2 separate regions of the Mus musculus genome follow, and region 1 is linked to region 2. The links are chromatin contacts, called in public Hi-C maps. All regions are on one chromosome and are shown on one strand. Each heading gives the region's core, a stretch centred on a gene start, on an enhancer-like site or on the middle of the called end of the contact. The rest is flanking DNA. Distances are from core to core; before and after follow the strand shown. Region 1 has its middle 9.0 kb from the start of Gm44968. Region 2 holds the start of Rps17 (ribosomal protein S17).

Region 1 (7,234 bases), core at 844-3,343, 150 kb after region 2:
TGGTGGTGGTGGTGATGCTGCTGCTGGGGTATTGGGTAGCAGTGGTGGTGATAGTGATGATGATGGTAGTGATATGATAAAGGTGGTGGATGACAATTATGGTGATAGTAGTGGTAGGGAAACACTGGTGACAAAGATGATAGTGGTTGTGAACTTAACCCTAATTCTATTTTTGTACCCTTCCTATGCCACAAGACACTATGCTAAAGTCTTTCATGATAACAATCCTCTTGAGCCTTCATTATGCTCCTGGGAGATCCGCAGGTCATAGCCCTTCTTTGACAACAGTAGGAGAGCAAGGGGATTATGCGGTGAGACTGCTGGTGATGGGCACATTGATGACCCCTCAGCACTGAGGTGTGTAGGCTCCTGGGACATTGGTTTCCTGATCTTTGGGTGACATCCTTTTCATGCCTTCTCCTCCTTGGCCTTCCCTTTCTTTAAATTGCTCTGTTTGAAATGTTTCCTGTTCCATTGTTCCAGCTGGCCAGTGATGATATAGATTCCGTACCAGCTAAGGGCATCACTACTATCGTCTGCCAGAGTGAGTTCTGATGGACCAGCTGAGAGTGAAGGAGGCCAGAGGGGCCCTGGAAACCACTGCGTGCTGGAAGCTCTGTCTCTCTGCCACAGAGCTACTTCATCCCCTCACTAATGATCCAAGTTTGGACGTACAAACTTCACAGGCTAGCTGTCCACTTAGGGTGATTATGTAAGGACGACTATTTTCACAGAAAATCAAAAGTTTAGTTCCAGGCTGGAGATCATCAAAACTAAAAGCAACAAGTTGCAGTAAAACTGCTTCTCTGAAAGGCAGAACTGTGTTCATAGTTGCCATCCAATCTTGTGGGACCTGGCTCCAAGGCCTCACATCCCCAGTCCAGTGTATAAGAGGAAGTGAGCTGTGGCACTGGCTTCCACCCCTCGCTGTCTCCCCATGTTCCTCCTGGGCTTCGTGGGCTCTTCCCACACCCAAGGGGTGAGGGTTGCTTGCTTTCAGCTAAATGCCATCATTCTTGTCCCCATGTCAGGGATTGGTTTAATCATATGCATGTGTATGGGTTTGCCTAGGATCGGTATAAAGGGGATTGTTGTTGTTTTTAACACTCTCCTCCTCCTCCTCCTCCTCCTCCTCCTCCTCCTCCTCCTCCTCCTCCTCCTCCTCCTCCTCCTCCTCCTCCTTCCCCCCTCCTTCTCCTCCTTTATTTCGTTGTTTTGTTTTGTTTAGTTTGTTTCTGTTTTCGGTTTCTTTATTTTTTCAAGACAGGGTTTCTCAGTGTAGCCCTGGCTGTTTTTGAACTTGCTCAGTAGACCAGGTTTGTCTTAAACTCAGAAATGTACCTGCCTCTTCCTCCAAGTGCTGGGATAAAGGTGGGCACAACCACCACCTATAACATTTTTCTAATACGAAGGAAGGAAGGGAGGAAGAGAGGGAGGGAGGGAGAGAGGGAAGGAGGAAGGAAGTCAGTTAGTCATTTTCGCAACAACCTGGAGCTATTTCAGAAATCTGACCTACATGATAGGGGTCTGTCAACACTGGAGGAAGGCCAAGTGGAAAGCTGGGATGAGCCTATGTCATCCTGCTCCAAATGTCACCAGAGAGCGGTGAAATCAACAGACTGTGGAGCAGCCCAGCCTTCGAGCTCCTTGTTGTGGGGCATAACACACATTTGTGGTTCAAACTAACTGTAGCTGGGGCTGTTACCTGTTCCCGGAAAGGTTCTCCTTTACCTCTAAGGCCACTAAATAGATCCCCGTATCCTTCTCACACACGCCACCTTGTGATTCAGTCTGTTTTCTTTTCCAAGAAGGAAAACAAGGTTCAGTAGGGGGGAGATGGCAGGGCCAGAGCCTCCGTTCTGCTGCACGGCTCCTGCCCCAGCCCCTCTGCTCAAGCCCCTTTATACAGTGCTGAAGAGAACTGCTAAACAAACCTTGCTTCTAAGAAATGCTTATTTTCTCATCCACCTATTCCTTCCCAGAGCTACAGGCTAGGATGAGATAGAGGACCATGGCCCTCCATCATTTTCAAACTGTAGTCTGCCCCGCCCATATGCCCTTGGGACGAAGCCTGGAAAGGGGGCAGGGCACTGCCTTCCCAGCACATAATTACCGTGCCTGCCAGCCACAGTGCTGCCAGCTGTTCTTGGCCACCCAGCAACTGTGCTCCCAGCTGCAGCTGATGTGGAAGACCAGAAGGGGATGAGTTCAAAAGGGGCCTCTCCCTTTGGAAATGTGGGCAGTCGCCAGTACCCACATTGCAGGCAATGGAGGCTATGTGAATCCTGATTTCCTAGCCTACTTTTGGTAGGAAACCAAACCTGTGTACATTCAATTTTTTTCTGGCTCATGCTTGGAACCTTGCAGTGTTTCCTGTGGCTAAACATCCAAACAGCAGCAGGGTCAGGGGGACTGTGTTGAAATTTGCCCAACCCCAAAGTTAAGCGAGGAGAGTCAGAGTAAGAAAAGACCCCGTGCCCTGCTGAGGCTCAGCCACAGAGCCAGCCCTAGTGGCAGGCAGGGTCAGTTAGAGCATGAGTTAGGTGCTTTTCTAACTATGACTGTTTCCATATGTAAGAGCATGTATAAACATGTTGATGCCCCCTTTCCTCACAGCGCTTGCTCTTGAACCCTAGAAAACAGGGTCATGTTTGGGAGATTCAGACCAGGAGGCCCCTTTTCTTAGTCTCTTAACAAAGCAGACAGTCTGGGATTCCTCACTGATCTCAGTCAGGGGCTTTGAATCTGTGTCAAACTGAACCCATGTCAGGCTCCTTTAGCAAGAAAAGGAACTTTCTAGAAGGAATAGCAGGATACCACGGGCTATGCGTGATACTGCACAAGCACTTGGGAGGACACTTAACAGTCAGGTGAGGACTTCTGCCCCACGTGTTCAACAGCAGCCATGGCCACGACTGAGGCAGATGAGCAGGCCACGGAAGGCCTGTGGCTTTCACCCATCCTCTCCCTCTCCCACACCCTGGAGGAGGCAGCCACCCCATCATGAAGACACAAAGACATGGATACAAAAACTCAAGATCTGCAAGTGACCCAGGATTTGCCACTGACGTCCCTAAGGCCAGCTTAGGGCAACTCTGCAGCTCTGTGAGAGACTCCTAGCTGCACCTAGCTGGGGAGTGAACCGAGGTTTTTGCATCCTGCCTTCAAAACATCCATTAAGGGGGTTTTATTAGTTATTAGTGGTTACTCCATGCTGCAGAAGAGGAAACTAGGACATAAAACTTGCAGAGGTGGATGACAGCAAAGCCCTCTCTCTCTCTTCAAAGATTGGGGTGAGGGGAACAGCTAAGCTGTGTGCATTTCCATGCATTTCAGACACCCCCTTATTAAGCTGGACTGTAACTCAAGATCCCCAGCATCAGACAGCAACGTGTAAGCACTCAGAAGGTGGAATCAGGAGAATCGTGAGTTCAAAGCCATCCTCAGCTACATATTTGAGGCTAGCCTGGGATACATGAGACCCTATCCAGAGGTAGAGGGAGTAAGGAAGAGAAGGAAGTAGAAGTAGAGGGAGGGAAGAAGGAAGAAAGGAAGAGAGCATAGCTCTTCCTGGTCTATGCTATTTGTGCTGGGTGCTTCTCCTCTGATGTATTCCTTCAGTTCAGGGTTTGGACCTTCTAGCCAATTGATGGCAGGGCAGATAGGAAGTGCTGCCTCCCAGCCTCACTAAATATCAATCTCCAGCACACGCCCCTGACTCAAGTACTTTTTCCCAGGGCAGGCAGCCTTCTCTTCCCCTCCCCCTATATACACGCTCATCTACAAACACAAGAACTCTTGAGTTTCCCCAGTGCACCTGGGGCCAGTATTTCCAGGAACAGCAGCGCTTTGTTAGAAAGAACAGTCCTTTGGGGCATGATGTAACACCCCTGGGTCTTGTAGGTGCCTTACTGAAGTGGCCTTGAGAGAAGTCCCTAGAGCAGCAGGTCCTATACCCAACTGCTGCCAGCAACACCATCTGGTATCAGGTCTCCTAGGGAGTTAGGCTTATGCAAGTTTTTCTAGGACTTATCTTCCTCTTTCTCCTTGGACTTTATGGTCATCATTTTGTCTTTGAGTTAACTGTGTGTAGTTCACTATAAACAAGAAGTAGCTGAATTGTCAGGAAGGAAAAGCCAGAGTCCTTGCCATCTCCTTAAGAACCAGTAGCTTTGAGATTATATTACAGCAAAGATCCTGTCTAGTGTTCTATATAACAAGCAGGTTGGGGCAGAAACTGAACCATACTGTTCAGCCCCTGGATCTCCTGGGGTGCAGTCTCCAGAGGCAACACTGAAAAATGTTATAGTTTCAAGACTAACACCTTCTCCCCAGACATGCTCAGCTGGCAACATAAAAAGCAAATCCCCAGCACTCACCTAGCACCTAGCACCCAGCACCCAGTACCTGCCCAGGCTTAGTGCTGCTTCTGCTTGAGACAGGAACCATGTGCAGCAGCTTGTGACAGAAACTCCATTTGACAGACAACTGTCAGTCTTATTTTTGTTTACATAAGCAGCAGCATCGGAGGTCTGTAGGAATAATCAGAATGAAGTATCTCAATGTACCAAAGCCCCAGAGATTGTTACATGTGGCTTTCACTTCAGGGAGCCAAGATTGTGGCCAGCACATGCTCAGTTTAGCCAGAAGGGATGAATGTGACCAAGTCACTTTTGCCCAGGAATAAGCAACTTCCCAAGCTTCAGGCCTTTCAATGCTAAAACCAGCAAAGCCCCAGGCAAAGTGGAACAAGTTGGTCACCCTAGAGCAGGGCATGGCTCCACTGATCCAGAGCCTCCTCCTAGGGATGTGGGAATTGCAGAGGAGGATACAGGCTCCTTGCTGATGCCCAGCCTCTCTGGGTGTACCACACAGATCTCTCCTCCCAACACCCCAGGGGCCAGAACCTTATCCCTTTGTCTCAGCTGTAGTTACAACACTCTCCTCTCCTCCCATTCTGTCTTCTTGCTGCTTTCATGGGCCACCCTTCCATCTTTCTCCCTCCAGGACATCCCACAGAATGGAGAGTCAAGATTATTACTAAAGTCAGTCACCAATTGTGGTTTCTGGGTTCTGGCCACAGAAAATAAGCCAAGCAAGGGATACCTAGGGATTGACTCTGCTGGCAAGCGTCAGGGGAAGAGGAATTAGGAAGCTGATGAAAGCTAGTATCTCCATCAGTCATCCTGCATCTGCCGAGGGAGGAAGGGTGTGGCTTAGATGGTCACGGGCTCTGTCGTCCATTTCACACACTTCCTGGTCCTCTATCTGGCAATGTTACCTGATGGCCTTGAGTTTTCTTCACCCAGAATCTTCCTGGAGTAGTACAGATTGCTTTTACATCTGTCAATGTTCACTAAGCCATGCAATCTCACTAATAACCATCAAGGTTCACCTCTCATGGCCCGAATCAGCTGTGGCTGTGGCTGTGGCTTTGTTGGACACATTACCTTTGTCCTGGGATCCAGGGGGAAAATAGCCACTTTCTGAGTCATGCTGGCCTTTAAGCAGATTAGTTTGATGATTCAAAGCATGGCTGTGGTGGTTTGAATATGCTTGGCCCATAGGGAATGATAATGTTAGGAGGTGTGGCCTGATTAGAGGAATTGTGTCACTGTGGGAGTGGGCTTTGGGGGTCTCCTCCTATGCTCGGACTCTACTTGTTGTGGATGAGAGCTTTCTCCTAGCTGTCTGAAGAGGACAGTCTCCTGGATGCCTTTGGATCAAGATGTAGAACTCTCAGCTCCTTCTCAACCACTATGTCTGCCTGTATGCTGCCATGCTTCCTGCTAGGATGATAAAGGACTGAATCTCTGAAACTGTAAGCCAGCCCCAAATAAATGTTGCCTTTTATGAGAGCTGCCTTGGTCATGGTGTCTCTTCACAACAATAAGACCCAAACTAAGACAGTGGCCTTGCAAGGATAAGCCTGAGCAAACCTTCTGGTTTATCAGAGTCCATGATCACAAGACTCCTTTGAGTTAACTGGTGATATTATTCTCACTTTAAAGGTGGGACACTGGGGCTTCAGAGTTCATTTTCTTACCCAAAGATACAAAGGAACATGAAGTGAACTGAAACTCACCAGTGTCAGGTCCAGAGGAAAACTCCATTTCCTCAAATTCCAGAAGGCAAAAGGGATGAACGGCTGTGGTGCCTATTAGCATGCAACGTGCATACTGGCTCCAAGTTCCTTCAATATCACAATTACCTGGTACACATCTCAAAACTCCATGCTAGCATCCTGTCTTCTCACATACTCCCTCCCCTACCCTAAACTCTGTTCAGCTCACCCACTTCCCTCCTCCCAGCTACTCAGAACCCTGCTACTTTGTTTCTCTTTGTCTCTCTTTGTATCTCTCTCATCCTTCTTTTCTCCTCCTCTTCTTCCTCCTCTCCTCCTCTTTTCTTGCTTTCTTCTACATGTTTCTGTGTGTGTGTCTCTGTCTATCTCTGTCTCTGTCTCTGTGTGTGTGTGTGTCTCCATCTGCTCTGCCTCCTGCTTCTCTCATGGCCAAGTCTAGTCTGATTCTTTCAGCTGTCTTTGGCTGTTCTATCTGATGTGTTTATAAAAAGATAAAGAGATATAAGGTATGTTCTATGGGGGTGTGGTGAGGTATGGGGAAGGGGATGCCTCAGTGGACCCATGCCAAGGGATCCCTTCTCCCTGAGGGAACAGCCACATGACCGACTGTATAGTATTCAGGGCATGGGGAGAGGAGTTAGGAGGGTAGTAGAGGCAGAGAAAGGCAAGAGAGAGCAAGAGTAAGAGATCAAGAGAACAAGAGAGGGAGGATAGGGCAAGCAGCCCCTTTTATAGCGGGGGGGGGGCCCTTTTATAGCGGGGGGGGGGGGCAGGCCTACCTGACTGTTGCCAGGTAACTGTTGGGGTGGAGTTTAGATACTATCTACAAAAAGAACCTTCCCTTAACCATACCATGAAGTGGCCATGCCATTTATTTACACATCCTGTAGCTCTGCCTGGCTCTGAAACCCTTCCATCCCCAATCCCAACCCCACCCCCAACCCACCCCCCATTCTCCTGTTCCTCTGGACCCGCCAGTTAGATGAAGTTCAATGAACACATAACATTTAACCTTACTTTCTCTAAAAACCTGCTTTTAAAAAAATTAAAGGCATGAAAGGTTCATAAGGGGCTGGCGAGGTGGCTCAGTGGGTAAGAGCACCCGACTGCTCTTCCGAAGGTCCAGAGTTCAAATCCCAGCAACCACAT
Region 2 (7,521 bases), core at 4,662-7,161:
TTTTGATCGGCCTTTCTGAGAAAGGAGGTTAGTTCCGAGTGCAGTGAGTCTCTGTGATTGTACTTAGAAGTAGAGCTGGACTCTGATCAAGGCATTTAGTTAAGCACCTTCCCAGATGCCTGGTCTACCCACCCACAGTGAATATGGCCAGGGAGGAGCACTGTGTGCTTGTCAGTGCTAAGCTGCAGATGGAGACTAGGACTTGAGAGGCTGTAGAGCAGGGGCAGCACTTGGCAGGACAGGGATTCTCCTAGCTCTCCTGCTCCTTTCTAGTTCTCTACGGTACCTCTGGGAACGGCAAGGCTTGAGTGCTGTTCCTGCCCTTTGGAAACAGTTTAGTTTGCTGTGGTTTCTGCCTGAGCCCGTAGACCTCCTCTGCATCTACCTGCACTGGAGGGAGCCCCTTCCCTTCCTCTTTACCCAATGGTTTATATCAACGTGATTAGGACCTATTCTGTCCAGTGTTGTTAAAGTACTTGAAATGCAGCTTCTCCCATGTGTTAAAGTAACTTGAACACTTAGGTAAAATATATTACTAAAATTCCACTGCTTTTGATTCTGCTGTGACAACCACTAAATTAGAAATTATATAAAATATTTACCTTTATGTTAGATAGCACTGGTATAGAAACAAGGTTTCTTGAATGTTGAAGAGAATTTAAAAGAATTTGAGCAGAAGGTATAAGCTTGTGCCCATTTTCCTAGGGTCTGGTCGTGTGACTTTCAATAACCAACGTAGTTATCTGAAAGCAGTCACCGCTGCTTTTGTGGAGATCAAAACCACCAAGTTTACCAAGAAGGTGAGTGTGCGGTTAGTGTGCTTATTTTGAGACTTGGATCAGTTATAAAACAGTGTAGCTCCAAGATTGGAGAAGTGAGCCCAGCAGCAGAGTTAACCTGCGTTCCTCTCTAGACTCGGGGCTGTGTGCATATGAGTGTGGTTAGGGAGAAGGGTCCTCATTTTGATATTTGTCTGAAATTGTTAAGTAGCAATTTTATGAACTCTCTTACCTAAATCCTCTGAACACTTAACTGCTGCTAATTGATACCAGACTAGGGTTCATTTTGCCTGAAAGAACAGCCAGTAAGGTGTGTGGTTGTCCAAATGCTAAAAGTATGGTATGAGTCTATCATTTAGGGTCTATATTCAGCCCTTGCCTACAGTTCTGCCTCCTTAAGAACAAACATCCTACATTCCTATATACTCAATAATGTGTAACTACAGTTCCTCTGACCCATGGAGCCATTTTATCTTCTATTGCTGTTCCTCAGGTTCAGATTGACCCCTATCTAGAAGATTCTCTGTGTCTTATCTGCAGCTCACAACCTGGTCCTTTCTTCTGCCGAGATCAGGTGAGTCCTCTGGGCATTGTAGATGCCTATGAAGTCCATACCACAATTTAAAAATGTATTAAGGCACATTTATGACAGGAGAAGTAGAGTTCTGAAGTAACTTCTTTCTGAGAGCATGGAGACGTGTAGTCGAGACCACTCTACATAGATTGATCCACAACTCTAGGCATAGGAAAGATGCTTATTGGATTTTTGGCCCTTCCCTTCCTGGACTGCTACTGTTGTACAGGTATGACATCTAATGGTGGGTACTTTTGGTTTTTTGGTTTTGTTGCTGTTGTTGTTATAAATGGTCTTACTGTTTAGTCCTGGCTGTTAACTTATGTAACCAGGCTTTGATCTCACAGCAAGCCTCTTACTCACTGCTCCTACCAGAGCATGAGAATCGCTGGCATGTGTTACCATAACACCACACACAGATACACTCTCTCTCTCTCTCTCTCTCTCTCTCTAACTGACATGTGATATGTGTGTATGTATGTGTGTATGTATGTATACATACATACACACACACATAAATGCATATGTGTATGTGAGTGTATATCAACACCTAGTCCCATTTAGGCTACTTGTACACTGTAGTGGTCCATCTACCAGGGAGTCACCTTAAAGAAAACCTGCTTTCCTTCTTCTAGAAGCCATCAGCTGTTGGTAGCTCTCAGCTAGGAGTAGTTGCTTGTGAGCCTTTTCCTGCTCATTCTGGAATATTCACTGGGTTTATCTTGTGCAGGCACAACCATTGAAACACATTTTCAACCTTATATGAGATGTTTGGGAGCCTTCCAGACTCCAGCAATCCATCCATGCTTAGTTTGACTTACAGTGATGCTGGTATTTGTATGGAGCCTATAAATAAAGTCAAACAGAAGCTCCCACGTGAGCTTACAATAAGTTTGGATAGTAAGATAAAGCGTGAAAACAATATCTTTCTAAACCAGCTTCTATGGATTAGTAACTTTCACAGTGACTCCTCAATGTCATATTCTTGTTAGGAGGTTATGACTTGCTTGGGGTTGGTTACCCAGCTAGCAAAACCAGTCACTTCTCACTGAGAAAAGGAAGGCATTTCTCTTAATACTTGAATCTGTAACCAGTTCTTTAGCATTCTCTCATGTTGGCAGTCTTGAGACGGAATGAATGGCTGTGTAGAAGAGAAGGGAAGAAAATTGGGAAGCTACAAGGTCTCACATGTCATACCAGAAGCCTAAACTGTTTGCAGAAGCTCTGTTGGGATGAGAAAGCTAGCAGGAAGTCTCTCTTCTAGCCCCCACAGAAGCCAGGGGTTTAATTTCCTCTTAAAGCGGAACCTTTATATCTAGAGTTAACACAGCTCTTTCTGTCCCCTAACCTAGGTCTGCTTCAAGTACTTTTGCAGAAGCTGCTGGCACTGGCGACACAGCATGGAAGGCCTACGCCACCATAGCCCCCTAATGAGGAACCAGAAGAACTGAGATTCCAGCTAGAGGAGCTGGCCTTGCCCAGTGTCCTGTGGTGCCAAAGGCTGTCAAGTCAGGCAGCAACTCGCTGCACAGGCGCCATGGGAGCTAGCTTTGCGCAGACAAGGGAGAATCGTAGTCACCTTTGTACTTGCTAACTCTGTCTTTGTTTCTGCACTAATTAATGCACAATGAGTTTTGTCAGGTCTTGTTTTCAGTGGGGTGTGCCAGAGCAAGGACCCTCGGCTCACCCTCAAGCAATTGTAGTTTTCCCAGATTCTAGTTCCTCATTTTGCAAATGAAAATAACAACAACAACCACTGTGTCCAGAAGGTCTGACACAGATGCCTACACTTGGGTTTATTTATTAAAGCGCTTTTTACATTCCTTGCAATACTGATGGTGGTGATGCGCAGGTCTCATTGGTTCGTTCATTCTGCAGTTGCCATACAGTGCCTTTCCATTGATTTAACCCCCACCTGAACGGCATCAATTGAGTGTTCAGCTGGTGTTTTTTACTGTAACAAACAAAGGAGACTTTGCTCTTCATTTAAACCAAATCATATTTCATAGTTTACGCTCGAGGGTTTTTACTGGTTCCTTTTTACACTCCTTAAAACAGTTTTTAAGTCGTTTGGAACAATATATTTTTTTTTCTTTCTTGGCAGCTTTTAACATTATAGCAAATTTGTGTCTGGGGGACTGCTGGTCACAGTTGCAAATCAAAGCATTTGTAACCAAGAGAAAAATTATTTTATTTAAAACTGGACCGGAGGAAAAGTCTGAGCAGCTGCTGTATATAGTTTTAAATGGTTTGTGGCACCTTATGTTGCACTTATGTTGGGGGAGGGTTGATAGAAGTTTTTAATCACAGTCACAGGACTTTTTCTTTTGTAACTGAGCTTAAAAATTAAAAAAAAAAAAAAAAGGGCTGCTTTTTGGTGGGGGCAGGTGAAGGCTCACAGGAGCCCTTTCTCTTAGAGGGGCAAATACCCTTCCTTACAACTTTTATTTGACGAATGTATGAATCAACAGTTACAGTTGACAAAGACGCTACTGGAATTGAAAACTTGACTTTTCTTTTTAATTTAACGATTACTTGCCTCTCTTAGGGAAGCTGTGTGCCAAAGAGCCAGTGTCATAACCCCTCCCTCCTGCTGAGCTGATGTTGCATTGTTGCATATCCCAGCTACTCTGTGGGTTTTGTGAAGCTGTGTGTGAAGTCTCTACCTCATTGTTGTATATGCAGGCAAGACTGCACTCTCCTACAGATGTGTGGAGTAAGCTGTGGTGTAATTTTTTTGGCACATAATAAACACGTTGCAGCAGAGTTGTAGTTTTGTCTCTGTATCTGGGTGTGTGTGTGGTGGGGTGTGGTAGCAAGCAGGGAAGATTCCAGAGACCAGTCCTCTTTTCATGGATTTTCACTAATGGGATACCAGCCCAGAGGGATGGGAGGTACATGCGGAGACCTGCTCCTATATGGGACTTGTTACATCCTGGTCAGCCACTCTGGAGTGTCTAGTACCTGGGTGATTACAATCAGAATAGGAGGCCTGCCTGTACATTTTACTTCTTGGCCCCTCAAGGCCTCCTCCACATGGAGCCCTAGGAATGCTAGAGGCACAACTCCCAAGATGTCAGGAGCCATTTGCTGGCTGCTTTCCTGTGAGCCCTGACGTGTTCCTCCTTCCTCTTGGACACACTTGTGCTGATGTAATTCCTTTCTGAGTGGTTACTATTTTGCTTTTTTGATTCAGGGTCTTTCTTTGTGGCCTTGTCCTGGAACTCCTTATGTAAGCCAGCCTGGCCTCAAGCTCAGGAATTCTGCCTACCATTCATCCCACGTGCTGGGATTAAGGTATGCACCAGGACACGCTGCAGTGCTTTGTTTCTTCACAGCCCTTACACTAGCTTTTCTAACAGGCTCCATGGCTTCATGACAGGTCTGATGATTTTTCAAGTGGAGACGGCAGCATGCTGAACTGGTCCTTTGGGAAACTCTAGTCTGAGGGAGAGGGACTCCTAGGTACTTAAATCCTTGTAAGGTGCAAAAACTCACTACTCCTCAGAATCCAAGAGTTCTCTTCCTGCAAGACTGTAAGGTCTAGTCTTGCATCTGGAGCCTGGCCTCCACTTCATTGGGAATTCACTGGTAATGTACGATGCAACCCCCAGGGATTACAGACCCTTTGGTCTCTTCAGTATTCTTCCGGGTCCATGGTCAAGGACATCTTTTTTCCTCCCGCCATGAGCTACTTTTAGAGTAAGGACTTTCAGCTCTTCACCTAACCAGAGTGACGTAGATGAGTTGAAGGATGAAGCACAGCCTTGGCCCCTTGATACATGCCCTGTGGCCAGCACGGTCTCCTTAGGTTTGAGCGCAGGACCCTGTCCCAGGAAAGAGCTGGAGGAAAGGCCCTCTCTGGACAGATGAAGCCACTGGGTCGTAGCGTAAGAGCCTGCTTTGGGCTTGGTTATGGCAGAACAACCGGAAGAAGCTGAAGGTTGGAGATAGTGTCCCTACTAATCGGGAACAGTCTAGTTAACTGAGATCCTAATTTGTTGGTAAAAGTGTTTGAGACCTCTCTGTGAGCCAGCCACTGATTTAAGCACTCGAGGTTAGCCCTTCCTGTTTAGCTCAAACCTAGCTGAGAAAAGTAATTGTGCTCAGACATTTAAGAGCAGCTCGAATGGAATACTGTGCTGGGATGAGAAGAAAAGCCACTCTAGGTGATGTTTGCTGTGACACCAGGAAATGAGAGGAACCTCACCAATTAGGCTAGACCCTACTAATCTCTGACTAGAGGCGCGGGTAGGGTGGAAATCGGGGATGACCCTGTTTACTACTATGCCTTTCATAGCTCGGGCCTCCTTTAGGCTCCATCTCAGGACCTCAAAGTAACTCCTAGATTAAAACACACCGGACGCCCAAGAGAAGCACGGAACTATTTGGAGTGGAAACCAAGACGGCCGAGCTGCCGGCGTGCGCACGCGCAGACTTTCGCCCCGCCCACAGCCAGGCAGCCTCACTCCACTCCGCTAGGGGCCGCTGTGGGACTCTCGCGAGCCAGGCGGAAGCGGCTTTCTGGCCGCGCTTTATAGGCCTCTCTTGTGTTTCCTGTTTCCTCTTTTACCGAGACCCGCCAACATGGTAGGTGTTTGGCTCCCAGGGCTCTGTCCTTTTCAATCCTCGCCCATCCTCCGCTCGTCGCGGCCTCAAGTCCGCAGCGAGGGGCCGGCGCCGTCACCGGCGGCCTGGCGCGCTTCCGCATGAAGTCGTGCGCGCCGCGGCCCCTCCGCGGGAGGCGCGGGCTCCCCGGTGACTTTGCCCTCTCCACCCTCAGGGCCGCGTTCGCACCAAGACCGTGAAGAAGGCTGCCCGGGTCATCATCGAGAAGTACTACACGCGTCTGGGTAATGACTTCCACACCAACAAGCGCGTGTGCGAGGAGATCGCCATTATCCCCAGCAAGAAGCTTCGGAACAAGATAGCCGGGTGAGTGGGGGCCGCGGCCGCCGGAGAGCCTGCCCGGGCCGGTGCCTCCGCTCCCCCCAGACGGCCCGCCGAAGGGCTGGAGGTGTGCCTTGGCCACAGTGGGGTTTTGCCGACGTGGTCTTAGTTCGGGCTCCTTACGGTAGCTGAAGGCAGAGCTCCGGCCTCAAAACCTTACTGCTGTGGTCTCTGCTTCCCGCATTTTACCACTATGGCCGTGTTGTGCAAAAAAATAGCAGTGTTGTGTCCGTACGACGGATAAGACCAGTCGGGGTACATGACATTCGGAGGAGGGCTGGTGACGGCGAGTGAGGATGTAAGGAGTGGACATCTGAACAGTGCTGTGTGTGTGTCTGTGTGTCTTTCCGATGGTGAGACCGACCTTGATGTAGAGACAAAGTCGGTTCTGGTGGGAGGTGGTCACTGTTTCGCATTGCTTGTAGCTATGTCACGCATCTGATGAAGCGGATTCAGAGAGGGCCTGTGAGAGGCATCTCTATCAAGTTGCAGGAAGAAGAGAGAGAGAGGAGAGATAACTACGTTCCTGAGGTAAGATTTGTGGGTCTTCCTCTGCACCTCTTCCTGGGGGCTCACCTGAGGTGGGAACGCAGCTGGATGTCAGTGAAGTCTTAATCTATTTCCTCAAAATGATGAGAGATCCACCCACCTCGGCCTTCTGAGTGCTGGGATTAAAGGCGTGGGCCAACACACCCAGCCGAGGGTGCCTGTAATCAGCCGACCTTGAGCTTCTCTGCGAGGTCTAAATTCATTTTCACATGGGAGCCCAGTGAGAGTGCCTCCCGACGTGGTTAGCTTGACATCCAAGTGTGAACCCTGCTTTCTGAATGCACACTAGATGGTTCTGACACAAGAATAAAGTGGGCTGTGGTGGTGCACAGCTTTAGTTTCAGCATTTGGGAGGCAGATGTCTGAGCTCGAAGCCAGCCTGGTCCACATGGTGCTTTCCAGGACAGCTAAGGTTATGTGTTGCGTTGGGAGCAGAGGAGGTGAAAGATAACCCACGCATTCATAATTTGAACTTGATTCTTTCCCTCTCAGGTCTCAGCCCTAGATCAGGAGATCATTGAGGTGGATCCCGACACCAAGGAGATGCTGAAGCTCCTGGTGAGTGTTGCCTGAATCCTTGAATACATCTGGTTTCTAAATGGCTGGAGCTGCTTGTTCTGTGATGATTCGGGGGTGTGTTTTCCTTGTTTGGGGCTGGCTCCTAAATTG

The links. A called contact is a pair of places that touch in the nucleus more often than the background predicts.
Region 1: a contact with region 2 is called in a Hi-C map of liver, with 3 times the contacts expected there. The contact joins the enhancer-like site here to the promoter of Rps17 in region 2. A contact is called at or near these places in 12 of 39 promoter capture datasets (the HPC-7 cell line, HPC-7-derived erythroid cells, cranial neural crest and 7 more), 3 of 15 datasets of contacts at CTCF or cohesin (embryonic stem cells and stem cell-derived epiblast-like cells), 45 of 484 Hi-C or Micro-C datasets (the 3T3-L1 cell line, 3T3-L1-derived adipocytes, B cells and 21 more), 27 of 115 datasets of contacts at active chromatin or transcription factors (the 230-238 cell line, the HPC-7 cell line, the NIH/3T3 cell line and 12 more) and 4 of 9 other capture datasets (adipose tissue, embryonic stem cells, liver and 1 more).

The regions. Positions count from the first base shown.
Region 1 is chr7:81,193,625-81,200,858 of GRCm38.p6, reverse strand. No RefSeq gene overlaps it. Among named protein-coding and RNA genes, the nearest start is that of Gm44968, 9.0 kb to the left of the region's middle. Within about 2 kb of position 2,093, at least 53 of the 459 cell types and tissues checked have an H3K27ac peak or open chromatin away from gene starts, as enhancers often do. A contact at or near this core is called in the 230-238 cell line, the C2C12 cell line, acute myeloid leukemia and 4 more, where this site is marked.
Region 2 is chr7:81,343,624-81,351,144 of GRCm38.p6, reverse strand. Rps17 (ribosomal protein S17) reads left to right here and starts at 5,911. Exons shown (of 5, transcript NM_009092.3): 1 at 5,911-5,943; 2 at 6,137-6,288; 3 at 6,729-6,834; 4 at 7,345-7,410. The coding sequence starts at 5,941. It overlaps Cpeb1 (cytoplasmic polyadenylation element binding protein 1), which reads left to right. Exons shown (of 12, transcript NM_007755.5): 10 at 706-800; 11 at 1,273-1,353; 12 at 2,706-4,119. The coding sequence ends at 2,804.